4 separate regions of the Zea mays genome follow, and regions 1, 2 and 3 are each linked to region 4. Evidence: chromatin contacts called from public Hi-C data. All regions are on one chromosome and are shown on one strand. Each heading gives the region's core, a stretch centred on a gene start, on an enhancer-like site or on the middle of the called end of the contact. The rest is flanking DNA. Distances are from core to core; before and after follow the strand shown. Region 1 holds the start of LOC100384159 (Coatomer subunit beta-1). Region 2 has its middle 48 kb from the start of LOC103647017. Region 3 holds the start of LOC103647022 (integrator complex subunit 3). Region 4 holds the start of LOC100381618.

Evidence for each region. Hi-C and Micro-C count contacts between places; a contact is called where the count stands out from the background.
Region 1: a contact with region 4 is called in a Hi-C map of leaf, with 7 times the contacts expected there. The contact joins the promoter of LOC100384159 here to the promoter of LOC100381618 in region 4. A contact is called at or near these places in 7 of 25 Hi-C or Micro-C datasets (bundle sheath, ear, endosperm and 3 more) and 1 of 3 datasets of contacts at active chromatin or transcription factors (leaf).
Region 2: a contact with region 4 is called in a Hi-C map of ear, with 2.4 times the contacts expected there. The contact joins the enhancer-like site here to the promoter of LOC100381618 in region 4. A contact is called at or near these places in 3 of 25 Hi-C or Micro-C datasets (ear, leaf and tassel).
Region 3: a Hi-C map of endosperm shows a contact between it and region 4, with 2.6 times the contacts expected there. The contact joins the promoter of LOC103647022 here to the promoter of LOC100381618 in region 4. A contact is called at or near these places in 4 of 25 Hi-C or Micro-C datasets (bundle sheath, ear, endosperm and 1 more).

The regions. Positions count from the first base shown.
Region 1 is chr2:139,934,892-139,937,591 of Zm-B73-REFERENCE-NAM-5.0, forward strand. It overlaps LOC100384159 (Coatomer subunit beta-1), which reads left to right and starts at 1,366. Exons shown (of 4, transcript NM_001348131.1): 1 at 1,366-2,700. The coding sequence starts at 1,439.
Region 2 is chr2:139,835,479-139,838,283 of Zm-B73-REFERENCE-NAM-5.0, forward strand. No RefSeq gene overlaps it. Among protein-coding and RNA genes, the nearest start is that of LOC103647017, 48 kb to the left of the region's middle. Within about 2 kb of position 1,308, at least 13 of the 20 cell types and tissues checked have an H3K27ac peak or open chromatin away from gene starts, as enhancers often do. A contact at or near this core is called in ear, leaf and tassel, where this site is marked.
Region 3 is chr2:140,249,238-140,251,937 of Zm-B73-REFERENCE-NAM-5.0, forward strand. It overlaps LOC103647022 (integrator complex subunit 3), which reads left to right and starts at 1,438. Exons shown (of 1, transcript XM_008671595.3): 1 at 1,438-2,700. The coding sequence starts at 1,514.
Region 4 is chr2:140,091,142-140,093,841 of Zm-B73-REFERENCE-NAM-5.0, forward strand. It overlaps LOC100381618, which reads left to right and starts at 1,354. Exons shown (of 7, transcript NM_001361457.1): 1 at 1,354-1,745; 2 at 2,151-2,350; 3 at 2,457-2,516. The coding sequence starts at 1,469.

The sequences.
Region 1 (2,700 bases), core at 116-2,615, 160 kb before region 4:
ATTGGAAGCCGGATCGTCTGTGTGACATCTCCACCAAATCGATAGTTATCTTCACCTGACGGAAGATCGGGCACCCCCGTTCCTATCACCCCAAGCACAATTTGCACATCAGATGCCCACGTGAGGTAGTTTTGGCCATGCGGGGCCAACACCTCAAATTCACGGCTCACAATACCAGTCATCTACATGTGATAAATTTCATAATTAGATTACTTCTTGTAATCATTTCATAAAATGAAGTGAATAATTGCAAAAATAAATAAATAAATATAATAATAATAATTCAAATAAATGGTGCAATATATAGATTTAATTGCACAAGTAGATAAATTTCTGGTGTTTAACTTTATATTATTTCAGGAAAAATACAGAAAACTGGAATGTATTAGTATGCAATATTAATACAGTTCAATTATAATTTCGTGGAAAAAATACGGAAAACTGAAATGTATTAGTATGCAATATTAATACAGTTCAGTTGACTATCTACAAACGCTTGACGCGTGCGTGCAGTGTGGCAGGAGTTATATGCATAAAAAATCGAGTTAGACGCATGCTGCTGCTTAAAACAGTGGTTCCATCTTGCATGCAACCTCTTCCCCTTCTTTTTTTATAGGAGTTGGTGCTTATACAACCATGCCTTGAGTCTTGGGCCCTAACATGCATGTGGAGGCGCATGCGTTTACATTTTTTTCGTCTAATGCATTTAAAGTGGGCGGTGCACGCGTGTTAGGACTCTTCCTATACCCAACGTCTCCATGCTCCTTTATCTTTCTTTTTTTTAACTTTCTTCTTTGCGCTCGGCTGATGTCTAGTCGAAGCGACTGGCGGCTTTGCATCAGTGGCGCTGCGGTGGTACCAGGCGACTGTGCAACAACGGCGATGTGATGGCTCGTCCGTGCTCGCGTGGCCCATGCGGCGGCAGCCTGCACGCCCACGCCTGTGTGGTTGCAGCGGTGGTTGTGCTCACCTGTGTTCGCGCTTGCCGGAGCAGCGAGGTCACAGAGGATGTGTGCGTTTACGTGTGCGGCGAAGGCATCGATGCTAGTACTATTTCTGTTGCTTGTTTTTTTTCTTCTATCTGTTCTTTCATACACTAAAATAAAATATGTTTATCACACATGATTGATCGATGTGTACATCGGTGATTTTAAATCAGCAGCAATCATGTGTGCATCCCATTGGTTTCGTGCCGACGATAGAATCTGCTAGGGGATGTATTTGTTTGTGCTCGAATAGAGAATAAAAATAGAACTTCTTGAACATAATGCATAAAATATATAAGTTTAGTACCTTTATTTTTTTTACTTCCTTTTCTTGCTCTCCTTTGTAGAGCCAGGTGCTGATAACGTGTTCCGTCCCCCAGATCCGATCCCCCTCCCCTTCCCTCCCTCGAGGAGGCCAGGCCAGATCCACGGGCCTCGCAGATCTGGCGGCCATGGAGAAGGCGTGCACATTGCTAGTGTACTTCGATAAGGGCTCGCCGTCCATGGCGAACGAGATCAAGGCGGAGCTCGAGTCCGGCGACGGACCCGCCAAGGCCGACGCCATGCGCCGCGCCATCTTGCTCCTCCTCAACGGCGAGTCCCTACCGCACCTCTTCATCACCGTCGTCCGCTACGTGCAGTCCTGCGACGACCACGCTGTCCAGAAGCTGCTCCTCCTCTACCTCGAGACCGTCGACAAGCGCAACGCTGCCACGGGAAAGATCCTCCCGGAGATGATCCTCATCTGCCAAAATCTCCGCAACAACCTGCAGAGCCCTAACGAGTACATCCGCGGCGTCACGCTGCGGTTCCTCTGCCGGCTCACCGAGCCCGAGCTGCTCGAGCCGCTCGTCCCCTCCATCCTCGCCAACCTCGAGCACCGACACCACTTCGTGCGCCGCCACGCGCTCTCCGCTATCTCGGCCATCTACAGCCTCCAGCAGGGGGACCAGCTCATCCCCGACGCGCCGGAGCTCGTCGAGCGCGCGCTTGCCTCCGAACAGGACCCCGCCGCGCGCAGGAACGCGTTCCTCATGCTCTTGGCTGCTGGGCAGGACCGCGCCGTGGGCTACCTCTTCAACAACGCCGACCGCGTCGCGGAGTGGCCCGATCTGCTGCAGATGGCCGCCGTCGACCTCATCCGCAAGGTCTGCCGCTCCAAGGGCCGTGCCGACAAGGGCAGGTATATCAGGGTCATCATCTCCCTCCTCTCAGCGTCCAGCGCGGCTGTCGTGTACGAGGGCGCGGGGGCGCTCGTGTCCCTCTCCTCTGCGCCCACGGCTGTGCGGGCCGCCGCCAATACATACTGCCAGCTGCTATCCTCGCAGAGCGACAACAATGTGAAGCTCATCGTCCTGGACCGCCTGCACGAGCTATGCTCCTCTCACAGGGAGGTGATGGTGGATATGGTCATGGATGTGCTGCGCGCGCTCGCTAGCCCCAATGTGGATGTCAGGAGAAAGGTTCTGGATTTAGTCCTGGATCTACTCACCCTGAGAAATGTTGAGGAGGTGGTGCTCTACCTCAAGAAGGAGGTGGTTAAGACACAGGCTGCTGAGGTGAAGGGTGATGAATACCGCCAGATGCTAGTGCAGGCCATCCATAACTGTGCCAAGAAGTACCCAGAGGTGGCTGCATTGGTTGTACACCTTCTCATGGACTTCCTTGGGGATCCTAATGTTGCTGCAGCACTCGATGTTGTTCTATTTGTGCG
Region 2 (2,805 bases), core at 58-2,557, 260 kb before region 4:
AGGACCGGGAAGACTTCAGGCAAAGTCGTGAAACTTGTGCCATGCGCCAATAACAAGTGGGGAACATGTGTGATTTTTGGCTTTATGTGGCGATGGAGGACACGAAGGGGGTTTCGCGGATGCCTCCGACCATCCTGTGCTCGCACTTCTACGTCGCCTTCCCCCAGTTTAAAGTAAAAAGGGAATGTAAATGAGGACGCCCTTCGTTGTGCGTCGAAAATGAGCAATACCGCGATTTGGTAGAAGAGTTCATCGCTTGTGGCATGTGGATGCTAGGCAAGACAGGGAGGTGGGCGAGGTGAAGATACAATCAATGCTGTTTTTGAAGAACCTGTTGATGTTGAGACCAGCCTTCACCATGGAATTGCAGGGACGGGATGCTGTGGCGTTCTTTAGGGAGGTGGAGGCTGAGGCGGTAAAGATTGTTGGCAAGTATTCGTTGAAGAAGGAGATGTTGAGGAGCTAGGACATTCGAGGCTCAAATGTTCGGTTGAATCGCGTGTTCGAATTGAACGGCCTCCGCAATGGCCTGTATCCTGAGGAGGGCTTCGCTGATGTTGTAGACGCCGACAAGTGCAAAAAGAAACGCAGGGTGAAACATGGTGCGGTAGATGAGGGGTGTTTCAAGGGGAAGATGTAACACCCAAAATACTATTTTGGGATTTACAAAAGATTAAGGTGTCCCTACTAAGGATTTCTCTCCCTTTGAAATATTTTACCCTAAAATGAATAAATAAGTAATATTAGAATATTGGTAGTTCAAGAGTTAGAGTTAGAACTATAAGTTGAGTTAAAACAGAAAACATAAGAAATAAAAGAAAGACTTTCAATTGATTTATTAGAGTAGATTATTTTCTTGACGAACCATATAACTAGGAGTACTTTAAAAACATATCTAAATTGAAGATTATATATTAACTTCTCCTAAAGGGCCTAAGTATTGAATATTAAATTTTGAATAGACTTTAAATTGGGATATACGTTTAAGAATGACAAGTTCCTAACATGAATAATGTATGTGTGCATATTTTATATTTGAAGCATTTGGCCTAAATAAACAAGTAAGCTAATAAATAAACAACAAATAAATAAAGTAACTTCTTGCATCATGTTGGGATTATTTTTGTTTATTGCATCTAATTTGGAGTTGGAACTATATAAAAAAACTAAAATGAAATAAAAAGAAAATAAAGGAAAGAAACAATAAAAAAGGAGATTCATACCTGCGATGGGTCGAATACTTACCTGCCCGGCCCACTCCTTTCCTTCGGAACCGGCCCATCCAACCTCAGGTGCCAGCCCATATATGTGGACATGCGCTGATAGGCGGGCCTCCCATCGCCCACGCATGAGCACCTGAAGACGCTGGCTCACGGGACCCTTTGGTCAGCACTGTCATCCTCCTCGAAACCAGCTCTATGGCGCCCGCAGGGATAAACTCGATCACAGATTATGCGCAACAGAATCCACAACAAACTCCCGCTGCGAATGTGTACCTCGGCCTCCCCCTGGTTCGAAGTATAAATCCCAGGCATCCCGCACCCTTGACACCAACTGAAAGTCTTCGGAGCGAGCAGGGAGCATGTCGTAGCCAAGAGAGCGCAATGAGGAGAGCCTCTGCACCACCAAATCGACTATGTTCGGGCTCTGGGGATGGCAAAGAAGCTTCACAAGATCGCAAGGAACATTCCCATGGCCTCTTTGGGCAGAATCATGGGTGGGAGCATCGGCGATTGCTCGCCGAACTTTCGTCACCACCACGGTAATGCACATCGCAGTGACCGAGGACCTCCAAGCTACGATCTCCGATAAGATCACCCTCCCGAGATTCTCTTTACCCTTCTCTTCGAGTAGATACTACCATAGTAGAGAACCATGCACCAGTGTGTCGGGTCGGTGAACACCGACAGGATCGCCACCGTGGTACCGCGACTGTTGGTCACTTGTTTTCAAATGCTATAAATCGAGAATAAGGCAACATAACTGTTAAGTATTAAAAGAACTTCGCTTTCGAAGCATTATCTCCTCATGGACATAATGATCATTAGACGAGGGTTATGAAGGACATGCCTTCATCATCTTACAGATAAACAATAATGTAAAGAGATAAACACAAAAAATATAACTCATTGATTCATTGATATTTGCATTCCATAAGACATGTATAAATATCAATACAATTAATATAACATTGATACCTCCTGCTTGCTCGAAGGTGAAGACGCGAGAGAGTGATTATAATCCAGCGTGAACAGTATAGTGCTACTATTCACCTATTTATATGCATGGGACGCAGCCCAGGTAAAAATACATTTATGTCCCTGACATTCACTTATGATCGAAATATAAATCATTAAGGACTAAATAGTCTTTTTCCCTTTCGGCTAGCATCATCTTCAAACTTCATCACCATTACAAGCTGAAGTTATCACTCTAGGAATAGCTTCGGCGTTTATTCTTATCATCCTAAGATCATTTCTTCATATCGTAGGCCTTCACCATGAGGGAAAGACTTCCGTTCTGAAGACGAACCTCCCTGTAATAGCTTATTCTAAAAGCAAACGGTTAATTATGTTTTTGAGGACCTTCGGAAGAGGAAGGCCCCAAACAGTAGTCCCTCGCAATATTAATTTGTTCCTTTGTAACAAATTTAGACTGCGACGTGAACGAAGGCCTTTAGCTGAAGGTCCGAAAAAACACCTTCCCTTCGCTAGATTAGTGAATCCCTCTGAACCGCGGGACCCACCGAATTGTGGGGCTATGGGTATATATATAGAAGGCTGTGTTGCAGATATTTTAGTGGAC
Region 3 (2,700 bases), core at 188-2,687, 160 kb after region 4:
CGTCTTCTAGGGCTGAGCCCAAGTCCGAGCCCTGTGTCGGGCGGAGCGGAGTTCGCCGTCTTCCGGGGCTTAGCCCGAGTCCGAGCCCTGGGTCGGGCGGAGCGGAGTTCGCCGTCTTCCGGGGCTTAGCCCGAGTCCGAGCCCTGGGTCGGGCGGAGCGGAGTTCGCCGTCTTCCGGGGCTTAGCCTGAGTCCGAGCCCTGGGTCGGGCGGAGCGGAGCTTCCTATGGCGCCTGCGGCCGGGCCTGACTGCCTGTCAGCCTCACTCTGTCAAGTGGCACCGCAGTCGGAGCGGTGCAGGCGGCGCTGTCTTTCTGTCAGGCCGGTCAGTGGAGCGGCGAAGTGACGGCGGTCACTTCGGCTCTGTCGATTGAAGGGCGCACGTCAGGATAAAGGTGTCAGGCCACCTTTGCATTAAATGCTCATGCGATTTGGTCGGTCGGCGTGGCGATTTGGTCAGGGTTGCTTCTTGGCGAAGACATGGCCTCGGGCGAGCCGGAGATATGTTCGCCGCTAGAGGGGGGCCTCGGGCGAGGCGGAGATCCTTCGGGTTCGGCTGCCCTTGTCCGAGGCTAGGCTCGGGCGAGGCGTGATCGAGTCCCTCGAATGGACCGATCCCTCACTTAATCGCACCCATCAGGCCTTTGCAGCTTTATGCTGATGGGGGTTACCAGCTGAGAATTAGGAGCCTTGAGGGTACCCCTAATTATGGTCCCCGACAAGAGCGCATCCAGTTTTTATTGATGCCTGACTTTAGCAATCACTCCGTATTTTGATCTATCATTTTTATAAGTTTGACTTTATGGGACTTATTTTAGAAACTTGATCTCACAAACTTTCTCTTATTTGATCTCTGTATGATGGAATTATGTCATTTTATAATCTCTGTTCATTCAGTCAATCGTTGTGAACTCTCTTCTAATCGCTCACTTCATTGACCGTGTTGTACCAAGACATATTTGCATGGAGTAAACAATAACATCAGTTAGCCAAATCAAAAATATATTATACAGAGAGCGGAGACAATCAATAAAAAATCTTGAATTTTTTATGGATAGTTTACGTGGGTATTATTGTAAGCCATCGCAACGCACGGGCAACCGACTAGTACACTTTAAATGTTTGATAACTACTTGTCGTCTTCAGCTTTTTTAGGATCACTTGTCATCCTTACTTACAAAACGGAAATGCTTTACGTACAAGCCATTGAATTACGATCAACATTAATCTACGGCTGTTGGTGTCGCTTATTTTAAATTAATGAATTATGAATAATTAAACAATCTTAGTCCTATAAAAGTCTACTGCTACAGTTATATGTGTAGCAAGCAGCAGCGCTCTTTACAAAACTACAATTCTTTTTGGACGTGTATCTTCTGTGATAAAAGCCCGTTCAGGAATTAACACCCAGTTGTTTTAGCGTGGCGTTATGGGCTGGCCCGCGAAGAAATTTGGTCCATCGATATGCACGAGGCCTATCTGATCCTCCTACCAGGCAATCTTTTTCCTCCCCAATGCCGCCGCCGTTTCCGCCGTCTACCCTTCCGCCGCGTCTCCTCGCCGGCGGCGACCACCACCCGCCCCCGACCTCCGCCTCCTCCCCGGAACACCCCTTCCTCTCCGCGCATCTCGTCCTCCCCTCCCCGTCTCCGTCCCCCGCCGATTTCTCCTCGCCGCACCTACCCCTCGCTCTCGCCTTCGCCTTCCTCACCGAGCCTTCCCCGCTCCCGCGGCGTCTCCTTGTCGTCCTCCACGCCGCCGGCGCACGCTTCCCCGCCTTCTACCATGCCTTCGCGTCCGCTCTCCACTCCCTTCCCTTCCCTCTCCTCCTCCCCCACCCGCGCACCCGCCTCCTCCTCGCCGCCTCGGAGCTCGCCCGCGCGACGGCGCCGGGGTTCGCGCCCCTCCTCGCCTCCCTCCTCCGCCGCGTGCCGTTCCCCGGGGACGCCTGCTTGCTCGATGTCTTGCACGAGCACGCCTCGTTTATTGCCGACGAAGAGCCCCAGCTCCTCGCCACCGCCGTGTACGCCTTCCTCCGACTCCTTTCCAGAAACCGCTTCGTTTCGGCCTCAGGTAGCGTCGAGTTGAAGGATTGCGAGGAGTGCAAGGGTGCCAAAAACCTGCAAGAATGCAGGGCAAAGCTGGTGTCTTTCTGCATCTCCATGCTGCAGGATCACTTCCAAGTGTGCGCACTGCTCGGAAGGGACCTTGTAAGGTCGCTCCACGAGCTGGCGCTGGTGCCGGAGTTCCAGGTGTTGTGGCGAGACTTGATACTTGACCATGCTGCCAATGTCTGTCGGATCGGCACACCCCGTTGGTGCACTGTCGTTTCCATCACGTCAGAGATGGAGACGCAGCTCTTGTTCATGATGAACAATGTGAAGTGGGGGGATCAGAAGAGGTACCAGCTGTGGTTCGCAAGGAAGCACCTGATGGTGCCTGGAGGGGAGGAGAGGATCCCCGACATTGTAAGGTTCATATGCTGCGGGCACCACCCGACCAACGAGGTCATGAAATCTGGTGTCATTGCTCGCTGGGCGGTTGTAGGTTGGCTGCTGACGAGTTGCAGCAAGGGTTATGTTGTGGCGAATGTGAAGCTGGCGCTGTTCTATGACTGGTTGTTCTTCGAGGACGGGATGGGTAGTGTCATGAATATTGAACCTGCTATGCTCCTGATGGTGAATTCAGTGTCTCAGTACGC
Region 4 (2,700 bases), core at 104-2,603:
TTAAGGACCGTGTCGATGTAGGCTTGATGACCGAGGACCCTTTAACTGGTCACATGCCTCGTCATGGGTAAGCCTTGCCTCGGGCAGACTAAGGCCAGAATAAGATAACACGAAATGGGCGTGGAGCGGTGGCGGGAGTAGCGTGTACCCTCCGTGGCAAGAGGCTGGACGGTGGTGTATCTGTGCTCTCAGTTTGCGTGAACCTGATCTGGTCTTAAGAACCCCGGTGGCGGGTTGACATATGCAAGGGTTAAGTGCTACATATGTCGTGTGATTGGAGATCCTCAGCTGAGTATAATCGATTCGGATCGCCGTACCTTCGCGGTTATGAAGACTTGGTCACTGACTTACACGTAGCAATCCACTAAAGATGATGGTTTGTTAAGAAATTGGCTAATGCAGGACAAGTGATTGAACTAGGGTAGAAAAAACTCTAGTTGCAGGTAATTTTACTTAACCTGACAAATAAAACTGGATTTTTAAGGATCCACTTTAGTAATCATTTCTACAAAACAGAGTCTTTGATTATTGAAAGTCTTACCTTGACTCCCTTATAACCAGCATACCCTTGAGAGTCTTTTCTTTAGTCGGGTAAGACTTGCTGAGTAATTCCATACTCAGGGTTTATTCCCCCGTTGTTTTTAGGTGAGGAAGCGACAAATTTTTGTTGCTTCTGCTCTAAGATGGTGCCAAAAGAAGAACGCAAGGAATGAAGTGCGGGAGGAAAGGATCCTCCATATAGAACTTTTATATAAGAACTTATCGGGAGGAGTTTTTACCTCCCTTGGTATGTGTAATAATATTACTCTGCACTCATACGATAACTCTGGTCTGTAATAAGTAACTTGATCTTACTTTCTAAATAAATGTAAGTTTATGTAATCGCTTCCGCATTTCTATATCTCCGATGTTCTGTAATGTCTGCAAGACGGGTGAAACGTTCCTGGAAAGGTAAGAAAGAAGATACCGAGCTTGTCGAGTGATTCAGGAACATCTACAGGGTTGTCTGATGTCTATTGGACAAGTACAGCTGTAGGTGAACCTAATTACTTTGGAGGTTCCGTCACACTCTGCCTCTCTCTGTCTGAATAAAGCTCGCTCGATATGAAATATAGCCCAGCCCAGTCCTTTCTCTCTAGTACGCAAGAGACCCAACATTTACGACCCACACCGATTAGGCCCGTTCTTTTCGCGGCCCATTTGAGAGAGACGCTCACCACTCACGCGGCACACCGCACACGCTGGTCCTAATTCTGACCGTTGCAACTCCAAAATCCAAATCTGCCGCCCGGTTTCATAGCCACCTCCAACGTCTCCTTCGCCGGCGCTCATCCCCCCTACACATCCCCCTCCCCGTTCTTCTCCAAGGCTTCAAACTCGCAGAGATTCGCAGTCTGCACTACGTCTCCTTGACCTCAGCAGCGGCCACACAGCCACGCGCACCGAGAGAAGAGAGATTCCCCACGGCATGGCGGCGGCGGACGGGGACGCCTTGATCGCGGCGTTTGCGGTGTCCAAGGGCGGCATCGTGCTCAAGCACATTTTCCTCAACGCACCACCGCCGGAGGCGATGTGCGGGTCCGGCGGAAGAGAAGTGGAGAGTGATGAGGAGGACCCGCCGGTGATGGTGGGTCGGCACCCCGACTGCCACGTGCTCGTCGACCACCCCAGCGTCAGCCGCTTCCACCTCGAGCTACGGTGCCGACGTCGACAGAGTCTCATCACCGTCACCGACCTCCACTCCGGTGAGACGCCAGCCTCTGTTACCTTTTCCCCTTCCTCTGCATCCTCGTAATGTGTTCGTGATAGCGGCGCTAACAGGATTGGTCCGATCCCGCGGACTGATCTGGCCTGTTAGTCTACATTTCAATTGATTCGTGCTCGTTCAACTGTGGCGTATTCTATTTAGGGATTTCACTAGAACTTCAATGCGTTGTTGGACTTGGATCATCTCCAGACGGGATCAATGCTGCCTTCATCATTGCGGATTTGGGATCAGATTTTTTCCCCCATCGAAATTTCCTACAGAGTGTCGCAGTCTTCTAATTTTCGACTGAAACGATGTAGTGTCTCAGTCTTCTGTTTTTGGATTGAAATGACGTGGAAGTTAACTCGGCGTTTCCCATTCCTGGGGGTCTTCATTGATGCAGTGCACGGGACATGGGTTTCGGGGCGACGGATCCCACCCAACACGCCAGTGGATCTCGCTACCGGTGACACGCTGCGGCTCGGGGCCTCTAAGAGGGAGTATAAGCTGCTCTGGCTGTCGCTTCGTGAGGCATTTGAGATGGACGATCTGATGTATATGCCATCGCTGCCTGAGGAGGACAAAGAGGAGCCATATGTTAAGGTAGCAACTATCTAATTCTCGTTTATATGCTCGTAGAATAAGTTTCTATGTTGTTTTGGCACTCGGTGCCGTTTCTTTGTGGTTTAGTGTTTGATGAAATGCGCAGGAACCAAGCAGCAAGTTATTGCCTGGGCACAGGGATTCAGTGAACATGGAGACCCATCAGGTTTGTTCACAGCAAACCAGTATTACTGACTACTGGAAACATTCTATGAAATGCTTATCAGTATCTTTAGAGCTGCAATCCATGTTTATTGACTTCATAGCCTGAAACTGCAAAGTGGCAACTGATGTAGTTTTTATTTTTATTTTTTTCGTATTAGTATGTTATGTATGATCTTCTTTGCATC